Linked DNA regions of Oryctolagus cuniculus: region 2 is linked to region 1. The links are chromatin contacts, called in public Hi-C maps. All regions are on one chromosome and are shown on one strand. The core of a region is the stretch at or near the end of the contact, and the rest is flanking DNA. Distances in the headings are between cores, read along the strand shown.

Region 1 (7,270 bases), core at 2,246-4,745:
CAGGGGGAAGGAGAGACCCATGGCCATGGGGGGCAAGCGGTCAGGCCCGTGTCCTCTGTGTTCTCCCCCTAGGCTCTGTGAAGTGGGCTCTTCTCCGGGAGCCTTTCAGGGCATGCGCAGGTGCTGAGCAGGCAGCGCTGCGGGTCCCTGCTGCGTCTCTTTGGCTGCAGGGTGTGCGTGTGGTGGTGACTTGCACAATACCCCCCTCCCCCCTCACACACACGCTTCCCAGTGTTTTCCCCACCCTGACCACAGATACTGCACGCCACCCCGGCAGAGCCCCACCGCTGTAGTTCTTGTCACAGGCTCCGCCGGCTGCAGGACCTGGGCTAGCACTCGGGTCGCTTTCATTATCTCTAAGGACTCTTGGCTCTGACATCACAGATTTGTACTCAATTCCATTCATCAGATGCCTAGGGGCAAAAAATGACATATATCTACTTCCTGGACGTGGACACTGCTTAATTCCCAGAGAGATTTATTTCTGAGCTACGGCAGGATCTTGCTTGCTGCTATTTAAATCAGACCAACAGAGGATGTTTAATAGTTATAACAGCATTTATTGAGAAGTATCTTATATGCCTTGAGTTAAGTACTTTTAAGGGATTAAGTATTTGATCTCAACTCAAGGTCAAGGCTATAGCCTCCTTTTATACGAGAAGAAAATGAAGTTCAGAAGGGTAAACTACCTGTCTTATATTGCACAGCAAGTGGCCAGGCCAGGGAGGGAAGCCAGTCTGATGGATTCCAAAGACCACGCTTATAGTTACTGGCTTTCGTTCATTTGATGTGAAAACATACACAGCATTCTTTCAAAACTCTCTGAAAAGTATTTTACCAGTGAAGATATATGAATGACAAATAGACACGTGGCAAGATCCTCAAGATCATTAGTCATTAGATAAATGCAAATGAAAACCATGATAAGAAACCAGCACATACCCACTACAATGGCTAAAATTAAATACTGACTATACCTGGTGTTGCTGAGGAGTGGAGGAAGTGAAATGTTCCCGCACTGCTGGTGAGAACGGAAAATGGAACGATGGCTTCAGAAGAGAGTGTGCGTGTCCTGGGGTCGGCGTCTGTGCTGCAGTGGGTTAAGTTGCTGCTTGCGACACTGGTCAGCCCTCCTGGAGCACTGGGTTGAATCCCAGCTACCCTGCTTCAGGTCCACCTTCCTGTGCGTGTGCCTGGGAAGGCAGCAGGTGACGGCGCAAGTGTTTGGGCCCTGCCACCCAGGTGGGAGACCCAGATGGAGTTCCAGGCTCCTGGCTTAGACCTGGCTGCTGTAGCCATTTGCGGAATGAACCAGCAGATAGAAGATTTCTCTCTCTTTCCCTTTGTCTCTACCTCTATCTGTGTCATTCTGTCTTCCAAATAAACTACCTTTTAAAGGAATCAGTTTGGTAGTTTCTTAGAAAAACTAAACCTATATTAATCATGTGATCCAGCTCTTCTCCTCTTAGACATTTACCCCCAAATTGAAAACAAACGTTCACAGAAAGACTTACATACAAGTACTTATGGCATCTGTACGTGGGTTAGCCCCAAACTGGAAACCACCCGAATGTCCGTCCATGGAGGAGTGGGTGAACGGATAGTGGAATATCTATACACTACTCAGCAATAAGAAGGAATAAACTTTTGGTACATGCAACAGTACGCTCTGAATCTCAGAAGAGTTATGTTGAATAAAAGAAGGCAGACAGAAATGACACACACTTCCAGTTATGTAAGGTCCACAAAATGCAAATTCACGTGCAACAATGGAGTTGGCCGCGCGGTCGCCTGCAGGGAGCAAAACAGGGTGAGAAGAATGCATCATCAGGAGTGCAAGGAAGCTTCTAGGAGCTGGAGCTGTCCTCACCCTCTCAGTCATGGCGACGCTTTCACAGGCCTACACACAGGTCACCAGTAATCAAACTACAATTTCAGGATGTGCAGTTTCTTGTAGGTCAATTATATTTCAACTAAGCCAATAAAAAAAATCCTATGAATACCTGAGCACAGAACAAATGGCACTGAATAATCTTTTGGGGGCCTGCAATGAGAGGAGGCTGTTGGACCCAGAAGGGGAGGTGCATGGTTACCAGACAGAGTGGGAGAACATTCCAGACAGGCTGCGGAACTCCCTTCCCCAAGGGTAAGGGCCTGGAGTATGTGGGACACCGCGAATGGTTTGGTGTGACCAGAACCCGGAAAGAGATGAGGCTGAGGGTTAGCCAAGGTAAGGCAGGGCTGGACCATGGAAGAAACCTTTGTGCACGGTTCTTGGACAGTAGCAGAAGGGTCCCAAGCCTGGGAGTGACAGTGGGTTAATTCATGGGACATTCTTCCAATCTTCCCCAGGACAACTGATTTTTCTCTGGACCAACGTCTCTCAACAGAGGCATCACCAACATCCGGGGTAGATAATGCTTTGTTGCAGGGTGGAGGGGGAGGGGCATACCTGCGCACTGTAGGGGGGTCAACAGCAGCATCCCTGGCCTCTGTCCACTAGATGCCAGTAACATGCAACCCACTCTCCCCGCCTCCTCCCTCCCTTGCCAAATGTTGACAATCAAAGGTGTCTCCAAACTCTGCCAAGTATCCCCTGGGTGGCAAAGGAGCCCCTGGTTGAGAAGGGTGCATTGCTGACTTCTGAGTACGTATGGAGATGGCCCTCTTATATTCGTTTTTTTTCCTCTCTCTAAGGCCTGGCAACCTCCCGCTTCCAGCTTTTGTACAAGAGACACTGGACGTGCACTTGGCTCTCTGCACCGCCTCTCTCAGCACCTAGAGCTTATGCTTTCTGCTCCTGGGGGCCCTCGTCCTGGCTGGCTGTAGGGGCCCAGCTGCCAACAGCTCCATCCACTGCCGCATGAGGTCAGGAAGGCAGCTAATTCCCTGTAGGACACACCATACCGTGTCCAGGGGACTCCTGGCTAGCCTCCCACTAGAGGTCAGCTGGGACCGGAGCTGTCCAAGCCTGTTGGCCCTGTACCCTCTGTCCCTCCATCCTGCTGTTTGCCAAGCTGCAGCCTGGAGGGACGAGTCAGCTCAGGAAGCTGCCAAGGCGAGGCAACAGGCCGGGGTGGCAGCTGGAGGCCATGTGACCATGGGAGGCTGTGTATGTGTCACAGGGCAGAGTTGGCCCCTGCTCCTTCCGTGGCTCAATCTGAGAAGCCCTCACATGACTCCTCCGTGGGAGCCCTGGTGCCGGGGGCAGGAGAGGGAGGTGGAGGGCAGAGGGAAGCGTTTTTAGGATCCAGCTTGGAAATCAAACTGCATTTGTGCTCATCACATGACCACCCTGGCACTGCCAAAGCAGACATCAGGTTTCAGACACATGCGGAGGTCTACCCACCCCGGCCCCTGCTATGTACAGGCTGTGGTAGCCCAGAGAGAGGGGCACCAGGCCAGGGAGCCAGCCATGCGACCCACTCCACTCGCCAGATGTCATCAAAATCGCAACACAGAACCAGCCCCCCAGCCTCGGCACTTTGCTCACTGGTATGCGAACCTCACAGCAGTCCCATTTCCCAGTGAGAAAACCGAGACCCAGGGCCATTCCTGCCTGCTCCATTCCCTGCGCTTCTTAGGGTCCCGGGGTTTCATCTGTTTTTGGTTTGTTTTGGTTTCCTTTGTAATACTTCGTCATCAGCTACCCCGCCTCACTGGGCCCCGCAGGGCACGCTGGAGCTGGTCCTTGCTGAAGGGATGCCCCCTCCCCCCACCCCAGTCATCTCATCCTGGGAGAAACCTCCAGGCAGGCTGAGGCTCAGGGCCCTGTGACGGCAGTGCTGCTGCCGGGGTGATGACAAACCGGACAGGCCTCTGCGGAGGAAAGCCCAGAGCTCTTCCCGCAGCCCCCACCTCCCAGTCCCCGGGGGCCAAGAGCTTTATTTAGCTGTGCCCAAATCCTACAGACCTAGAACAGGACTCCTAAGCCAGTGTCCTTGCTGTCCAAGAGGACAAAAGCTCGTGAGCAGCTCTGTCCCCTCCGGGAAGAGAGCCACCTGCCTCGTGCCTGCCCAGTCTTTCACCTCTAGGGCTCCTGCTTTCAAAATAACATTTAATATATCTCATCTCATTATGTAAGCAAGATATATTCAGTGTAGAATATTTGGGACATCCAGAAAAGTATAAAGAAGGAGATTAAAAATTCATCATGATCTCACCAATCGGAGAGAAGCGCTGCTAAAATGTTGATGTAGTTTTCTCATCTGTTCTTGAGTCATGGATATGTATATAGCTCTCAAAAGGAAAACCAGAATCACGCCTTATATAAATTTAAGAGAACGGTTGAGGTATAAGATATATAAAGGTGCAACTCTTAAGTGCACAGCTCAGTACATTTTTATGTTCTGTGTACATGTATGCCTCCTGAGACTGCGACTCCAGTCAAGATAGGACCATTTCCAGGCCCCAAGAAACTCAACATGCTCTTTCCCGGCCAATGGCAGCCCTCTGCCTCCAAGGAGCCACCACGCTGCGGGCTTCCAGACTAGATTCACGTGTTCTTGAGCACCATGAATTCACATAATGTGTATTCTTGCATCTTGCTTCTTTCCCCCAACCTGCAGCAGCTTCTAAAGCCTGGCCTAGTCATCAGTGTGCTGAATGGGTGTTGGGTGCATGTTGAGTGACTGACTGAGTGATCGAATGGATGGGAGAGTGGGCTTTGGTTAAAGTACAGGCTCTTAGCAGGCTCCTGGGTTTTGCAGCAACCCTTGAAGATCCACGTGGAGAAGGAGGAGCTGGCAGGTGGCTCGTGGAGTAGCTAGGGTGAGAATAGACTATGACCTGGACTGCAGGGAAGGTGGTGGGGAGGGGGAGGGAGCAGATCACTCACGCCTGTGCTGCCTGCCTGGCACTCAGGAGGACTGGGCTGGTGCCCCGTGAGCAGCAGGATGGGGCGTATTTTTAGAAACCCCATCATACAAGCAGCCACTGACACCGTGATTCCCTCGCCGCCACAGTGCCCATGGCTGGACACTGAGCATCCACCCTGGGCCAGGCCCCTGTGCTCTGAGCCCACGACCCCTGCTGCCCTGCTGAGCAGGTGAGAATCACGCTCCACAGAATCACGCGAGGGACCAGTGACCCTGGAGAGCATGCCAAGGAGAAATGCAAGCCCTTGGCTAGTGGAGGAAAGGGGGGCTGTCCCCTGAGCCCCGAAGAAGAAATGCCTACTCCTCAGGGTCAGGGTCACCGCACAGCTCCCAGCAGCACAGCCCTCCCTACTGTTGAAAGTGCCCACAGTGGGAAAGCCCCCTTCTCCTCTCGCGAGCTCGGGCCTCCCCCACACAGGGGCTGCCTTCCTTCCCTTTCCCTTACTCTGCTACCAACCCCCCCAGGCGCAGCCACAGGACTCTCCCCGCTGTGTGCCCACCTCCTTCCTCTGCACTTGTTCTGCTCTCTGCCTGTCCGTTTTTCATCACTAAAAGGAACTTACAGGGACAGGCTACTTTTCAAAGAAAAGACATTTGTTTTGGCTTAAGGTTCTGGAGGTGCAAGATCTAGGGGCAGCGTCTGGTGGTGGAGTCCTGAGGTGGGCACAGAGCATCACATAGTGAGACGTAGGGAGCCCCCCTGTCTGTGTGTCTGTGTCTGTGTGTCTGTGTGTCTGCCTCCTGAGACGCAGGGAGGGTGCCCATCTATGTATCTGTCTGTGCATTTCCTTCCCTCTGCAGTAAAGTCACCAGGATTTAATCATGAGTACCCTTCCCCAGTGACCCCATGACTTCATGTACTCTGTTTTTTTGTTTTTTTTTTTTAAGATTTATTTATTCGAAAATCAGAGTTACACAGAGAGAGGAGATGCAGAGTGAGAGAGAGAGAGAGAGAGAGAGAGAGAGGGGTCTTCCATCTGATGGTTCACTCCTCAATTGGCCACAACAGCTGGAGCTGCGCCAATCCAAAGCCAGGAGCCAGGTGTCCCATGTGGGTGCAGGGGACCAAGGATTTGGGCCATCTTCTACTGCTTTCCTAGGCCAGAGCCGAGAGCTGGATCGGAACTGGAGCAGCAGGGACTAGAACCATATGGGATGCTGGCGCTTCAGGCCAGGGCGTTAACCCGCTGCACCACAACACTGGCCACTCATGTACTCCTAATCGATTTCCAAAGCCCCACCTCTGAACACCATAGTCAGATTACATTTCTATTCACTTAGAACCTCACAATGGGGTTGCAATAAATGAAAACTTCGGGGTCACCCAAGGGATAAGCAAGCCACGCACCCTCTTATCTGTTCCCTTCAGAAGCCACGTGTTGTGCGCTGTCCTCAGTTGCAACCTTGACAGTGGCTGGAAGCCTGCAGGAGAGGGATCCAGATTATGGGTTGGGGTGGAGCCATGGGGCCCTGCTGGTGGGACAATGATCACAGAAAGGACTTCGTGCTGGGAGCCGCGCTGAGACCCTGCGGAGGGTTAGAGGCTTGAAGGAGGCTGGGGTGACCCAGGTGGCCAGACACCAGGCAGAACTTTCCTATTTGATGAAGATTCATTGCCCCTGAGTCTCTTCCTTGGGAGTGTAATTAATGGGTAGTGGGAGATGACGAGGAGTGGCAGGTGTTTAGTGATTTTCTGAAAAACTACGGAGCTGGGGATGGCCTTGGATGTAGAGGAAACCATTTCTTGATTAGCTACTGGGGGCAGGGTCGTCAAGCTGCCAACTCCTAAGCCATCCGCAAGTTGTTAGAACCACCAGGGCGAACCAGAGACCGTGATTCCTCAGGGCATGACCTGGCGTGTCTGTGCGTGCTGTCCCTGAAAACAGCGACTCTGCACATCAGCAGAATTGCGGGGTTCTACTTGGAAAGAGCCCACCCCTCAGCTGACCGGTGCTGTCCTCCGCTGGGTGATTTAGTGGTCAGTTAAGCTCAGCTGAGGGGGACGCGCTAGGCACCAGCGTCCGTCTGCCAGTTTGGAAGCAGGGCCAGATCACAGGGTCAGCGAGGCCTTCCTGGCCAGGGAACATGAGCCGAGCAGCTGTCCCCGACGTGCCAGCCGGGAGAGGTCTTCTTCCCAATTCTGCCTCCGGGAGTGACAGGGCCTCCGGGGTCACAGGGCTGCATGAGTGTCACAGCCACGGTCAGAGGCGCCTGGCGAGGCCCTCTTGGCTCCTCACCCTGATGGGAACCCGGGAAAGTGGGAGGGAGCCCTTTGAGGCTGGAACGAAGGACTCCCCCAGCATACATGGTCATGTGGATGGGTCCTGGGCAGGCTCAGTGACCAGCTAGGAGAAGAAACGGGTGGCAGGCACGTTGCAATTAAATTGTTCCTA
Region 2 (6,739 bases), core at 4,227-6,726, 490 kb after region 1:
TTTATCACACATGAGTAATAACACTGCTCCCCCAAATTATCATGGTATTCCAGGGTTTGCCAGTGATTGGAGAAAACATGACAAAAGAATAAACTACCTTCCTAACTGGATTACAAGCCTGTCCTGACTTATTACTACTACTAACAGATGAAAAAACACTACTTAATGAGATCCTTAAATGCAATTAGCATTTATACCACTAAGTAAATTTCCACCTCAGGCTTCTACTTTTTTCTAGAATTTTCTATAACACTTAGTCTTTTCTGCTTGTTAACATTTATTTTAATATTCTAAATCACATGGGCATCTATGTAAAAATTCTAGCAAATCAGAATTCCAAAATCTTTTTTTGCTAAGTTTACCTCTGCATATATATAGTGTCATACAAATCTATGTAAAAATATTTTGGAAAAGATAGCAAGAATTTTTATATTTAACTGGTTACACATAGCAGTCATGGATCTCAATTTTCTAAACCTTAATATTTTTTTTTTTTACTAAAGAAGCTTAATATTAACATCTCCTGGCCTACAGCATCCAGTTCATCATTTAGAGAAATCAGCATAAGAGAAAGTGCAAACAGATGGAGGACAGAGGTTAGAACAAGAGTTAGAGTCAAACCAAAAGTCTATTAGGAAAAAAAAAAATCATAGCAAATCATCCTACGCAGACATAGCAGGTTATGCCAAACTGCCATTTCCTTGTATCATCACGCAACTGTCTGGGCTTGCGGCAACCACCTTGTTCAATCAAGAGTAACAAAAGTTCAAGTAAAGAAAACAACTAATGCATGATCTCATATAAATCCATTTCTGCCAAGAATATCCTAATCCACACAATTTGTTACTTCTATTATGGCTGCTCTCTATTCAGATTCGAATTAGGTGAGACAATATCTCATAGATATTTACTACTGGAATTAAACATTCTTGGATGCTAAAGAAACTTCAACAATGTGTGAGGCAGGCTTTTGAAGTTTAAGGCTTGACAGGGGAATAGGCTATAGGCACAAAAGTACATAAACAAGCAAAACAAGAACAACCAAAACATAATCTGAGATCACTTCTTGAGTTAGCTTTAGGGGAAGGGTTAAGATATTTCAGTAAGCGGAGAATGGGGAAAAGATGCTATAGAAAGGAAAACTATAAACCAATGTGGAAGGTTGGAATGATGTCTGAAGAACAGTGAGGATACCAGTTTGAGTAGGATAGGGAAATTCAGTGGAAATTCAAGAGGCTCTGGGGTTTTGTTGTGGAGACAAAATCAAGCTGCTGAGGACTTTTGAGGCAGAGAGTGATACAACAAAAACTCCATTCTAGGAACATTAACCTGGCATGATGGACTTGATAAGGAAGGGATGGTATTGCAGGCAGATCGGATAGAAAATTACTACAAAAGCCCAGATTCCTGAGCTAGGTTACATCTTAAGTATACAACTCAACATCAGCTGAAGTCACTAAATTTTATATGTGCACCTTAAGTACAACATAGAATTTCTATACTGATTCTAGAATTGTTTCACTTTTCCTTTCTATTTTCACATTAGGTAACAACTTCTGGCTTGAAATTTTTATTTCACCTTTCCTCATCTAATCTTGGCATTAATAAGACTCATCACATTCTTTACATACTGGCAAAAACAACAAGACTGTATGTCAGTGCTTCATCATAAGAGCATTTAAAGCAATTTTTAAATCCCACTTTGTTAAAATGATTGTTTTATGACACATACCACGGATTTCACTTTTCACTTTCCCAGATAAAGAGTGCTTTCTTATAGGCAGATTAGGCCTACAAATCCAAAATGAAATTAAAGAATTATTAGTAAATTTTTAAGTTACTTTATAAAGTTTTAAACAGATTGGCTACCAAGAGTATCATGAAAGCAGAAACTAACTGCTTCCTTTACTTCGTGTGTGTAAAATAAGCAATGCATGAATGCCGCTCTTCTAGAAAAAGAACTGAACCAGAGAAGTACTCAACATTTCACACGTTAAGGTAGTCTTATTCCATCTGACTTCCCAAAAGAGGAGACAACTGTAAAGTAGCAGGAAAAAAGTCATCAAAAAGGTAATTTGGATTACTGAAACTATCATATTTCATGTCTGACAGAATATTATGCCTGCTTTCTAGTAAAGCAGACTTCTGAAAAAGATATAGAAAATACACATTACTTGGAAAAGAAAATCAGAGAAAAACCAATTCTGTTTGGGTCACATGAAGAGTTACATGTGCTTAGGGACCTAAAACTAGGCAGAGGATGTCCCAGTTTGCAGGAGAGCGCCTTGGCTGTTTCTAGGACCTTCCATTTGAACGTGGAAAAGCTGCCACTCATCAGAGACCACTGAACTTCTCCAATAGTGAGTCCAGCCTCCTACCCAGGGGACCGTGCCAGGCGCAGTGGACTGGCCCGGCCAGACAACAGCCCTCAGCCTGCCGGGCCAGTCAGGGAGCAGACTGGGGCCAACACTCAGGAAGGAAGAGATCTGGGACGGGCAGGAGGAGGCGGGGGAGCACAGCGGTCCGGAAGACACCCGCTCCTAGCCAGCGATCAATCCCTCCTTAAAAGAATTTAAGATAAACAAGGACTCTGCTGCTTGCAAACTGCCACTGAAGAAGCCCAATTCATAAGAACAATCTCGGTCAGAAGCTTTCCACAACTCCAAGTGGGCAAGGACCTCTTATATTAGGAAGACGCAGTTTATTCAATAAATCCGCTGTAAGATGTCACGTTTCCTAAAAACTGCACCTAATTTTAGGGTGTCTGCTTATAGTGATTCCAATTCTGCATAAGATCTTAAACCGAAGGGAGAATGGGTGGGGTGCAGAACACAGATGAAATTTTCGCAGCATGGAAATAAAAGTATTTTTAAACCTTCTTGAGGGTGAAGAGTTAGGCAAGAAGTAATACGTGGAAACTGTCAACTGCTTCTCTACACACCCACCCACCAGATACCATCGCAGCCGGCTGGGGGAGTCTCCCTCTTGCCTCACAGCTTCACTTTCTTTGAGGTCTGGAGCTGGTGATCACACTGGCCCGTCATGGTATTTTCAGTTAACAAAGCAGTTACTCAACAGGGGAAAAAGCCACAAAGGAGCAGAGCAGCTGCTGCTGCACCCGTGATGCAAGTGCAGGATGAGCCCCGGGCCGCCACCGCCGCCCCGGCTCCTCCGTGACGTCCGGGAGGGGTATCCCCGGCTCTCAGGAAGTGGCGGCCGCGGGCGGCTCCGCCTCCACGCGACTCCGGGCTGGCGGGGCACAGGCGCGGCAGGACCGTCCGGCCCGCTGAGGGCGGGCGGCTTGGCGGGCATCGCCGGCCCTCCGAGGCGCGTGCGCGTGCGTGTCCCGCGAGCCGCGCCGCCCGGCCGGTCGCCCGCGCCGCCCGCGAGCCTCGCCTCGCCTCGCCTCGCCCCGCTCCCTCTTCACAGCCCGCGCGGGACCGACAGTGCCGCCCGCGCCCCCGCCCCCCGCCCCTCTCTCTCCCACGCCTCACTCCCACTCACCCCGACCCCCAGCGCCGAGCCCGGCCCCAAGTCGCGGGTCACCTGACGGGGTCGAACCGAGTCCAAGATGGCGACTCGCCCCCGCCCCCTCCGCGCTGTCGGCGGGGTCAGCGCGCCCCCTCACGCGGCGCGCTCGCGCCCGAGGCCCGGCTAAAAATAGCCAGGCCCCACTATATTTGGTTCGGCCGGATCCCGGCGCGGCCGCGCGCGCGCCCCGCCCCGCCCGGCCCGGCCCCGCCCCGCGCGCCCCGCCCCGCCCCTCGTGGCGCTGAATGGAGAAGGGGCGGGGGTGACCGAGGGGAACCTACTCCGCTATCTGCGGCGCGCGCCGGCGGCGGGGCCCGGCCAACCGCCGAATTTAGTAACATCGCCTGCGTCAATCACGCGCCTCGCGTGCGTCAGCGCCGCGCGGCTCCAGGTCCCGCTCCCCGCCCCCCTCCCGCCGCCAGCCTTTGAATGGATACAATGTAGCAGCGCCCTCCTTGCTTCGGAGACTAGATTGAACTCCGCAGCGCTGCAGAGGCTCGGTTCCTCTCGGCTGGGTCAGCTTTGGCAGCATCCTCCCACGGTCTGCACATTACCCATGCCGTACATATTTATTCGTAGTTTGGTTTGCAAGGTTCTGGTCCCACCTCGAAACTTCTTCGGTACTGCTCCCCACACACATTTAAAAAAAAAAAAAAACATAGGGACAGGTCAAATAAATAGTCACGCCCGAAGCCACTGGACCACTTGGGGACCACGTATGTCAGCGCTGTTACGGTCAAATGTTTTCTCCTCCAAAATTCATTTCTGAAAGGGGTTGCTGTCACTCAAGCAGCATCCTCTGGAACTCAGCATCTGGAACTCCGATGCATTTTCTGTTTTGATTTTCAGCCACTCACACTGAAATGCATCGTTTCCAAGAAGAAACTGCTGCCCCTCACAGGGTCACCCAGGCTTTGGGCACAACCTCCCAAGACCACAGCAAATCCCCTAGCGAGGGCCACTGACTCATCAATCCTGCGGGCTGATTTCGAAATGCTTCATCTGGGAGATGGGCGAGGGGGGGGCTCTACAGACATCAAAAAGTGAAAGTGCAGAGTTCCACGCCGACCGCGTGCTGGGGATGAGCGAGGGTTTACAACAGCCAACCCCGCTCAGCTGTTCAGCACGTGTGTGTTTGTTTTTGCACACCTCCGGTGGTTCCGTGCGCGTGGACGATGGATGTGCGCCCGGCTGGGTTATAGTGTGTCCGGTCGGGAAACCCAGACCCTGAGTGTAAAGAAGTCAAACCTCATCCGCGAGCCAGCTGCATCCTCGTGCGAAACACGCACCCAGAAGCTGCTGGGCGGAGGAGGGGAGTCAGCCTAAGCGCACAGGGCCAGGGCTAAGTAAACAGCTCCAGCGCCGTGGCAGGAGGAAAGCGCAGCTGCACCTCCGGGAGTCTTCGGGCTGGTGCCAGACTCCTGCTGCACCGCCTGCCAGGTCACTCGGAGAAGCTGGCTGGCGCAGCCTTCCCTCTCGGAAGAGCTGTCCTCTCCCTTACCCCCCGGCCCTGGCTCGCAGCCTCGGGGCAGCCTCGGAGGCGAGCCAGCAGCACTCCTCCAGCGCTACTCCACCCGAGCCTGACAGCTGGGCGGTGCCGCCTGACCCGCGGGCGGGCCGCTGCACCCTCCCGCAGACGCGCGCTCCGGCGAGCTGTGCCGCTGCTCAGGGGTTGGCAGCGCGGGTCCCAGAGGCCCCCCCTCGGCCAGGGCACAGTTTTCCATTGTGCCGCCACGCTCCTGGGCAGGGGAACGCGCGCGCGCGCTCCAGATCACTCACCCGCGCGCGCGCGCACACACACACACACACACCCTCCCTCGCACACGCGGAACCGGCTGGGCCAGGGGAGGGAGGAGGAGGAGGGTGACGTAGCGTCCCATGGCGTCACATTGACGTCTCGCATTCCAGGCACTCTATGGAGAGGCCGCTAGGGCTCCTGTGGCATAAATGACGTGCCGGGAGAGCGAGCGAACGCGCAGCCGGGAGAGCGGAGTCTCCTGCCTCCCGCCCCCAACCCCTCCAGCGCCTGCTCCTCCTCCGCTCCCCATACACAGACACGCTCACACCCGCTCCCTCACTCGCACGCACAGACACACGCGCGCACACACGCTCCGCACACACGCTCCCTTCTCGCCCGCGCGCTCACACCCCTCGCGCCCTGCGCCCTTGCCGGGGCCGCGCCGCGCCGCAGCCGGACGCTCCTGCCCGGCTCCCTTGGCGACGCTGACAGCGCCGGCGGTGGCCGTGGAGGTGGGCACGACGGCTGCATCCTGCCCTGCGGTCGCGGCCGGAGCCAGGACGCCCGCAGAACCTCTCGGCGCCGCTCTCCCATGAGTCGGGGTCGCAGCATCCCCCGCCAGCCGCTCGCCGCCTCCGGGAGCCGCGGGGCTTGTACACCGCAGCCCTTCCGGGACAGCAGCTGCGACTCCCACCCAAGTGCAGATTTCGGGGCAGCTCTCTAGAAACTCGCTCTAAAGACGGAACCGCCACAGCACTCAAGTATGTATAAGATTCGCCCGGTTAATAGGGGGACTTGCTAAAAAGTTGGCGCGCTGGGGAGCTTGGCTCCTGAAATTGACAACTTTGAGCGTGGGGTCTTCCCCCCCTTCAACCAAACCCCGCCGCCTCCGGGCTCCGGCTTCGCGAGGCGAGCGGCCCGTGGGTTCTGATCTGAAACTTTTCCTCGGGAGCGGGCCCGCGGGGATCTCCGGAGCGAGTGGGATTCCTCTCCCCACCCCGAGAGGCGAAAAGCCTCTAACAAAGAGGAGAACCGGGATTTGTGCAGCAGCAGCCCCAGAGCTGTAATTCAGGGTATTTCGCTCTAGTTGTCATGGTAATGATGCTCTCGGCGGCGGCGGCGGCGGCGGCGGCGGGGAGTTGCAGCTCCGGTGATGAACGGCAGTAATTTTCCTGCCTTTTTAGTAGAATCGGAAATAGGGGCTCTGGCGGGTCCAAGCTGACGAACCGAACGGTGGTACCGAGTTGGCTGGGCTGGCAGGGAGCAAGCCTGGGAGGGAAAGGGCCGCCCGAGTTTGCATAGGCGCCCGGAGATCTCAGGAAAGGACGTAATTGTAGGAATGTGGCTTATTGTATTGAAATGAGCCTGGGGCTCCGCTGGGCACGTCTGCCTGGCGTCGCCCGGCTTGCCGGCTTACACTTTGCGCTTTGGAGGTAATCGGGAGTAATTGTCGGCTCCCGGGCCCCGACA

Evidence for each region. Hi-C and Micro-C count contacts between places; a contact is called where the count stands out from the background.
Region 2: a Hi-C map of skin fibroblasts shows a contact between it and region 1, with 2.0 times the contacts expected there. The contact joins the promoter of NR4A3 here to the enhancer-like site in region 1. A contact is called at or near these places in 2 of 6 Hi-C or Micro-C datasets (psoas muscle and skin fibroblasts).

The regions. Positions count from the first base shown.
Region 1 is chr1:202,989,801-202,997,070 of mOryCun1.1, forward strand. No RefSeq gene overlaps it. Among named protein-coding and RNA genes, the nearest start is that of SEC61B, 120 kb to the left of the region's middle. Within about 2 kb of position 3,496, at least 4 of the 8 cell types and tissues checked have an H3K27ac peak or open chromatin away from gene starts, as enhancers often do.
Region 2 is chr1:203,477,525-203,484,263 of mOryCun1.1, forward strand. It overlaps NR4A3 (nuclear receptor subfamily 4 group A member 3), which reads left to right and starts at 5,477. Exons shown (of 9, transcript XM_017349418.3): 1 at 5,477-6,030. It overlaps LOC103349472 (a long non-coding RNA gene), which reads right to left and starts at 3,608. Exons shown (of 9, transcript XR_011381209.1): 1 at 3,505-3,608.